Regions from separate parts of the Gossypium hirsutum genome. Here region 2 is linked to region 1. A link is a contact called in public Hi-C data. All regions are on one chromosome and are shown on one strand. The core of a region is the stretch at or near the end of the contact, and the rest is flanking DNA. Distances in the headings are between cores, read along the strand shown. Region 1 holds the start of LOC107921299 (zinc finger protein 8). Region 2 holds the start of LOC107922106.

The links. Hi-C and Micro-C count contacts between places; a contact is called where the count stands out from the background.
Region 2: a contact with region 1 is called in a Hi-C map of leaf, with 1.9 times the contacts expected there. The contact joins the promoter of LOC107922106 here to the promoter of LOC107921299 in region 1. A contact is called at or near these places in 2 of 34 Hi-C or Micro-C datasets (both in leaf).

The regions. Positions count from the first base shown.
Region 1 is chrD01:30,039,465-30,042,780 of Gossypium_hirsutum_v2.1, forward strand. LOC107921299 (zinc finger protein 8) reads right to left here and starts at 1,266. Exons shown (of 1, transcript XM_016851176.2): 1 at 224-1,266. The coding sequence starts at 1,123. The coding sequence ends at 275.
Region 2 is chrD01:30,349,073-30,352,593 of Gossypium_hirsutum_v2.1, forward strand. LOC107922106 reads left to right here and starts at 2,184. Exons shown (of 16, transcript XM_016851953.2): 1 at 2,184-2,364; 2 at 2,573-2,642; 3 at 2,863-2,964; 4 at 3,114-3,167; 5 at 3,299-3,494. The coding sequence starts at 3,160.

The DNA of each region.
Region 1 (3,316 bases), core at 16-2,515:
CTCACACGTGTGAAGCTTTTCTGAAAATGGGTACGACATAGATTGCCGCTGTAAGCCGGTACCATGTTTTAGCTAAGCCTAAGGTAAACCATTTGGGTTTTTGGGTTTTTCTTTGTAAAGCTTCCATAATGAATAGAGAGAAGCAAACTGCTTTTGGTTTAGATTAGTGAAGAGATTGTAAATCATTTCATTTACATACAAAAAATAGTAAAATCCAAGATGCTAAAAGGGAAAAACACATGATGTTTTCTTTTCAAGTTTATTACGAAATGAATTACAGATGTAGATCCAAGCTAACATTGTCTTTAACGCTTGCCTTCGTTTCATAAACGTACCTATGACTCTCGGAACTTGAATCACCACCACCGCCAGCCTGAGACGACGGCAGAAACTCATCGCCGGCGAACAACTGCAACGGATGCGCTGATGAACGGTCACGGTTGAAATTACAGGAGTTAGTTTGAAGCGTAGCAGGGATTCTCCAAACACCCAGTGGGTTGCCATTGATGGGTGGTGGAGGGTTAGAAAACCTAGCGTTAATGGTATTGTTCCATGAAGGGTAAGCAGGCATTGATGGCATCGAGGGTGAGGGTAGCCTATAGTTAAAAAAGCCATAAATATCATTATGAGCATCGGATAAAGAAAAAGAATTGTTGTGTTGCCGTTTGGCATGTTGGCGTTCCCTTTTGTGAGCGTTTTGGTGGCCACCTAAAGCTTGGGAAGTGGGGAAGTTTCTGCAACAATAGTGACACTCAAATCTTCTGCTGCTGTTGTTATTATTATCTCCATTCTCGTTGTCCTTGGTAGTGTCTTCATTGTTGTTGTTGTTGTAGGACTCGGTGGCCTCCGTCGCTGAGTCGCCGCAGCCGAAGTCCTTGCCGAATAAACGAATAGCACCCTTTTCTTTAACAGGGGAAGGGCGGATAAAGGGAAGCTGGGAGAAGGATTCCACGTTCATGAAATCGCGTGTTTCCTTCTCCATGGAAGTGGCTGCTTCTTTTTCTTTGGGTTGCACAGAAGAGAATTGAAGGGGAAAATCAAAACGAGGGAGCAGAGAAAAGAAAGGAAAGAGGAAGGTAGCTAATATTGGGCGGAAGTGGGACCTATAAAACAAGGGATTCATCCATGGTGGAATGAACCAGCCATGGCCATCAATATGAATATGAAAGTGAGGGCTGACAAGCCCAAAAGTGAGGGGCTGGGCGGGGACTTTTTCATTTTTTTATCCTGATAACTGTCTTAAAAAATGTTATTTATAAAGAAAAAAAAATCTGAATATGCAATGCAATTTACTATTTTACATTTAAATAATTTAATTTTTATGGAATGTAATTTACAATTATACTAAAATAATCTTATTTTTTAATTAATATTAAAACTAAATCATCTCATTAAAATTTTTTTTGTTCGTGTTCATAGTTGATAATAGTAGTTAATCCTCTTGCCACGTGTGCTTTCCGAAGAGATAAATAGTTGGTCATGAAATATATTATGAACTCCCGACTTTATAATTAAGGGGTAAAGTGAACAACCATAACACCACGCCTTGTGATTATTTTAAATTTTATATACTACTTTAGCCTTCCCTTTTGATTATAATGTTTCCCTTTTGGTTCTCAAATTTTAGATAATATTTTATATTATATTATTATTTACAAATTAAACTAAATAAAAATATTTATAAAATTAGAATACATTATTATAATTTTTGTAATTTTAAAAATAAATAAAAATATGAAATATTATTTGAGATATAAGTGATGAGAAGCTTTATTAAATTTTAAAGATAATTTAAGGATACATGTTAATTTCCCAATGTTACAATCAATCATATATGTAAAGTCCTAAAAATATTAGTAGAAAATAGTTATAAAATTAAAAAAAAAAAATATGTTGGATAGGAGGCACAACCTTAATGAAAAATCAATTCGCCTCGTCTTAAAACCCAACAAATATAAATGATGGTTATAGCTTTGCTACTTTTCACTTAAAATTTTCTAGTATATTGTGGAAAGTTCTGCTCCAACCTCCTAACATTATGAAATTTTACTTTTATGTTACCAACAGTCCCTCACCTCTTTATAGGGGTGAGTAAAATTCGATTCGATTCGAAAAAATTGAGTTATTCGAGTTAATCGAGTTATTCGAGTTAATCAAGTTATTCGAATTAACTCGAATTTTTTTTTCGAATTTCAAGTTCGAATCGAGTTGAGTTTTCGAATTCGAATAATTCGAATATCAAACTATAATATTTTACATTTTTACCGCAAACTTCCAAACCTTTTTATTTATCCTTCAAAACTTTTTTTCTTTCCCACTTTCCCCCCAAAACTTTTACTCCCTCCCTCCCAACCCCCCAATCTACCCAAAATCCATTTCCCACCAAAATTTTACTCTCCCATTTACTTTTTCTCAAAATTTTACTCTCAAAAACCCTCAAAACCTTTTATTTTTCCCCAAAATTTTTACTCCCTCTCACTTTTCACCTAAAACTTTTATTCCCTTCCCATCCCACCTCCCATCTATCCCAAACCCTCCCCCCTCCAATTTTTTTAAATATTTTCCCTCCAAAATTTTACTCCCCTATTTACTTTCCCTCAAACTTTTATTCCCTAAACTTTTTATTTTTCTTCTAAACTTTTACTTCTCACCCTTTATATCTACTATTTATATTATTAAATTAAATTTTACATTTTATATTATTTATATTATTGAATTGTTTAGTCATATTGAATATTTATATTAAAATTGAATTATTAATTATGCCATAAAATATTCGTGTTAAAATTTTATATTGGTATCAATTTCACATTTTATTTTTAAAATAACTTTTATTAAAAAATCATATTTTTACATTTAATATATTTTTTAATTTCAAAATACATAGTGACAAGAATATGAAGATAATTGAAACGACTAAGCAAGCAAAGAAGCTAACCAGTATATAAAAAATTAATAAATAAATTATGAGGTGATGAAAGTTAATAAAAAATTTGATTAAGGTGGACAAATTTTATTACGATGGGTGACAATGGTAAAAGGACCCAAAATTATTTTTTAAAATTTAACTCGAACAAATATATTCGATTCGATTCGATTCGATTCGATTTCCATCTCACTCGACTCGATTCGAGAAAACTTCAAATAAAGTTAGGATGATAAAATGAGATTCGAAAACTCGATTAACTCGAAAATTTTCGATTCGATTCGATTCGATTCGATTGATCGAATGCTCACCCCGACCTCCTTATCCTTTTTTTTTTCTTATTTCTATAATTTGTTAAAGAAGTGAAAAAAATGTAGATAATTAAACCTG
Region 2 (3,521 bases), core at 934-3,433, 310 kb after region 1:
AATTGAGAGCTTTTTCTCTCATTTTTTTATTTTTTTTTCATAAATCAAATTCCAAAAAATAGATCTAAAGCTTTTCTCTCCCAAAATTCTCTCTAAAATCTCTTGAAATAATTTTCAAATTTGGGAAAAAAGTCATCCAAATTTCTTCAAGCATTTTGAGTCAAACATCCAAATCAATGATTTGAGTTCAAGTGAAGTAATCCTCATCAAGATCCTAATGGAAAAAGAAAGTTAGATTTGGATATTCTAAAAAGATAATTATTTAAGATCCTTTAATAAAAAAATATGAACAAGTTGAAAATACAACTAGAATTTTTGGTAATCAAACTGAAAATATTACTACTAATGAAATAAAATTTGAAAATTTAGGAGAGTTGTCTACCCAACCTATTCGATATAGGATAGACGATCTAAATAAAAGAAATGTTGCTCAAGGATGAATGTAGATCTTACAAATATTCCTATAGCATACTATGAAAAAACCATAGATGATTGGGCACAATCTATGACTATAGTTGTTAACAACAATACTTGGTCAAAAGAAAATTTTTTAAATTATTTTGTTGGAACATTTCAAGGAGACGTTCTACAATTCTTAAGAAGATGGGAAGAATCTGAAAAAGGAAAAGAACAAAAATGGCAGTTAATCAATCAAATTCAAACTCCCAAAGATGTATTAAAAGGATTAACTTATATTCTAAAAACATAATTTTGTGGCTATATTGATAAAAAAGATCAAGATAGTCTATCTAGTTATGCTTTGTCAAAAATTAAATTATATGATAATTAGATATTTAGAAGATTTTTCTAAGAAATTTCTTCATGAATATCAAAAACTAAAAAAATAAAAATATAGAATTTTGGAAAAAAATAATATTTCCATAAATTACCACCACCATGGGATGAGATATGTATAAAAAAGTATGACTCTTATTTAGAAAAACAGAGTAAAATATCTAGTGTGGATTAAGAAACTATAGACTCTATAGGAAATAGAATTAATTTTGCGAAGGAAAGAATAACTAGTTATTGTTTACAAAGTAAAGCTTCTAAACAAGTTAAGCATAAATTAAGTAATAAACATTGTACAAAAATTCTAGAAAATGAATGAGAATTGGGATGTAAATCAGTACATCCTATTACTTATAGAAAACATAAAAAGAAAAATAGGAGATATAAGCTATTTCGATGGAAACCACAAAATAAGATAAAAAATTCTGGTAAGAAGAAAAAATTCGTTAGAAGAAAATTTATAAAAATCCTAAAAACTATGTAAATGTTTTATATGTGATGAAGCATGCCCTATAGCACCAAATTGTCCTAATAAAGGAAAAAAAGTGCAAGAAAAATGATTAAAATACTTGAAGAATAAGATTTAGAAATATGTTCTGAAAAGGAAATAAATCATGATGAAATATTATATGAATTAATATCAGAAACAGATTCTTATACAGATGATGAAGAATATATATATTTATGTTCAATATAGGAAGTAGTTCTAATAATTAGTTAGAAGAAATTCCTAAGAATAAACATAAATATATATTCTTCATCATCTGTATCAGAATCTGTTTCTAATATTAATTCATATATATGGTGCGGGAAAGAAGGAGAGGGATGGGTCCAGGGAAAAGGGAAAGGATGAGTGTAGGGTGGGGAATTTTCAGTTTCTTTAATATTAATATAATATTTTAATTTATTATTATAATTTTTAAAAATATTTATTTATTTTATATATTTTTAAATTTTATAATTTATATATTATGATTTCTTGTCAATAATATATTTTTTATTTTTATATATTTTTACATATTTCTTTAAATTTTTTAGAATTAGAATCAAATTGAGATCAATTGTAAATTTTGAGGGTTAATTTTTTAAAATTATGATTAAATTGATATAATATGTAAAAGTTGAGGGTTAAATTTGTTATTATATCAATTTTTTAAATTGTTATACCAAGTTATTGATTGTGATTTTAAGGAAAGTGACTAAAATAACCAAATTATATAATATGATTACTTAAATTACAAAATTTTTATTTTAGGTGCCTAAAATAAAAAATTTTGATAGTGGGTTGATTACATAGTTTACCCTTTAAAAAAAATACAATGTTGTAGGATGGGATAAAGTTTCGAGGTAAATTACATCTCAACTAATCCCAAAAAGAAATTAAAAACAAAACTTGGGCGGTGGCTCTCGTACGACGGCGTTTTGTGTCCCCTAATTTTCAGATAAAGACCGTTAGGTGTAGTTTGACAAGTAAACTCGATTCAACAACGATCAAAACCCAATTCTTTTAGATTTGATACCATAGAATTTTGTTCCCTGAATCCCGCGTGATAAAAATGTTGAATTTCCCAGGTAATTCTTTCTTTTTTTTCGGTCTTAGATTCTGCTAATTAGTTTGTTTTTTAAAGTTAAATCAGTTCTTGGATTTTATTTTTATTTTCAGTCTTTCTTATCAATTTAATTGAAAACCCTAATTTCATCAATTCATGAACGATTCCCACCCTATCAATCTTTGAAGTTTTTAAAATTATGATATATGTACTTTTTTGTTCTTTATCAGAGCTGTGGATATGAAAGAAAAGAAAACAATCTCTCCACTTAGACGCATTTTAGTGAATTGTACGGCACAGGTTTGTCCATGAAGTCTCAATTTGTTCTACTGATTTAGTATCATTACATCTAGTTTCGGGATTTTCTTTTTTTGTTTGCAGTACGCTTTAAGTTCATGAATGAGTAATTTGAGGTTGAAAATGAACAAAAATATGATTGCAGAAAGATATTACCTTGAACCTGCTGTTTAATTCTGCTTGTGGTTAGCTCATTGTTTCGACTACAATGTTGTCTTTTCAGGCGAATGAATACGGGGCCTGTGTTGCAGCAAAAGTTCCTGAAGTTGAACGTGATATGTGTTTGAAAGAATTTCTTGCACTAAAGACTTGCATGCAGAATACGGTATCCATATTCTAGGATTGCTTAGGAACATATTTTTATATTAAAAAAGAAATACACCGTATTTGATAATTGGGTTGCAAAGATCTTATCTTTTTCCTTCTTGAAAAACTGTGCTAAGAATTAGTTTTCTACTTTCTTTTGATTTATAGCTCCGGGGAAAGGTGTAATATTTGGAGCTTTGGGTTTGCAGTTTGTATGATAAGGTAAACCCAATAAACCTTTCTGTTTATTCTTTGATGCTAGTCTTTAAGCTCTGATACATTCTTTCTTTTGTACTGATACTATCTTTTGTGCTTTATTAGTGTTATTATTCACCAGCAATTTGCATTTTCAGGCTAAAAGTACAAGATAACCTTAGAAAGATGGCCTGGAAAGCTTCAAGTTCGCAAGCTAGTGTTGGTGGTCTGGGATCTGGTGCTCTATCACATGTTTTCATACAATATCCCCCTCTCCGTTGCAACATTCCTGGATCAAGAGGTTTCTATTATGATGATGGAAATAAATTACTCATCTCTCCTACATCTGACCAGGTTTAATAGTTCTGAACTTAAATAACA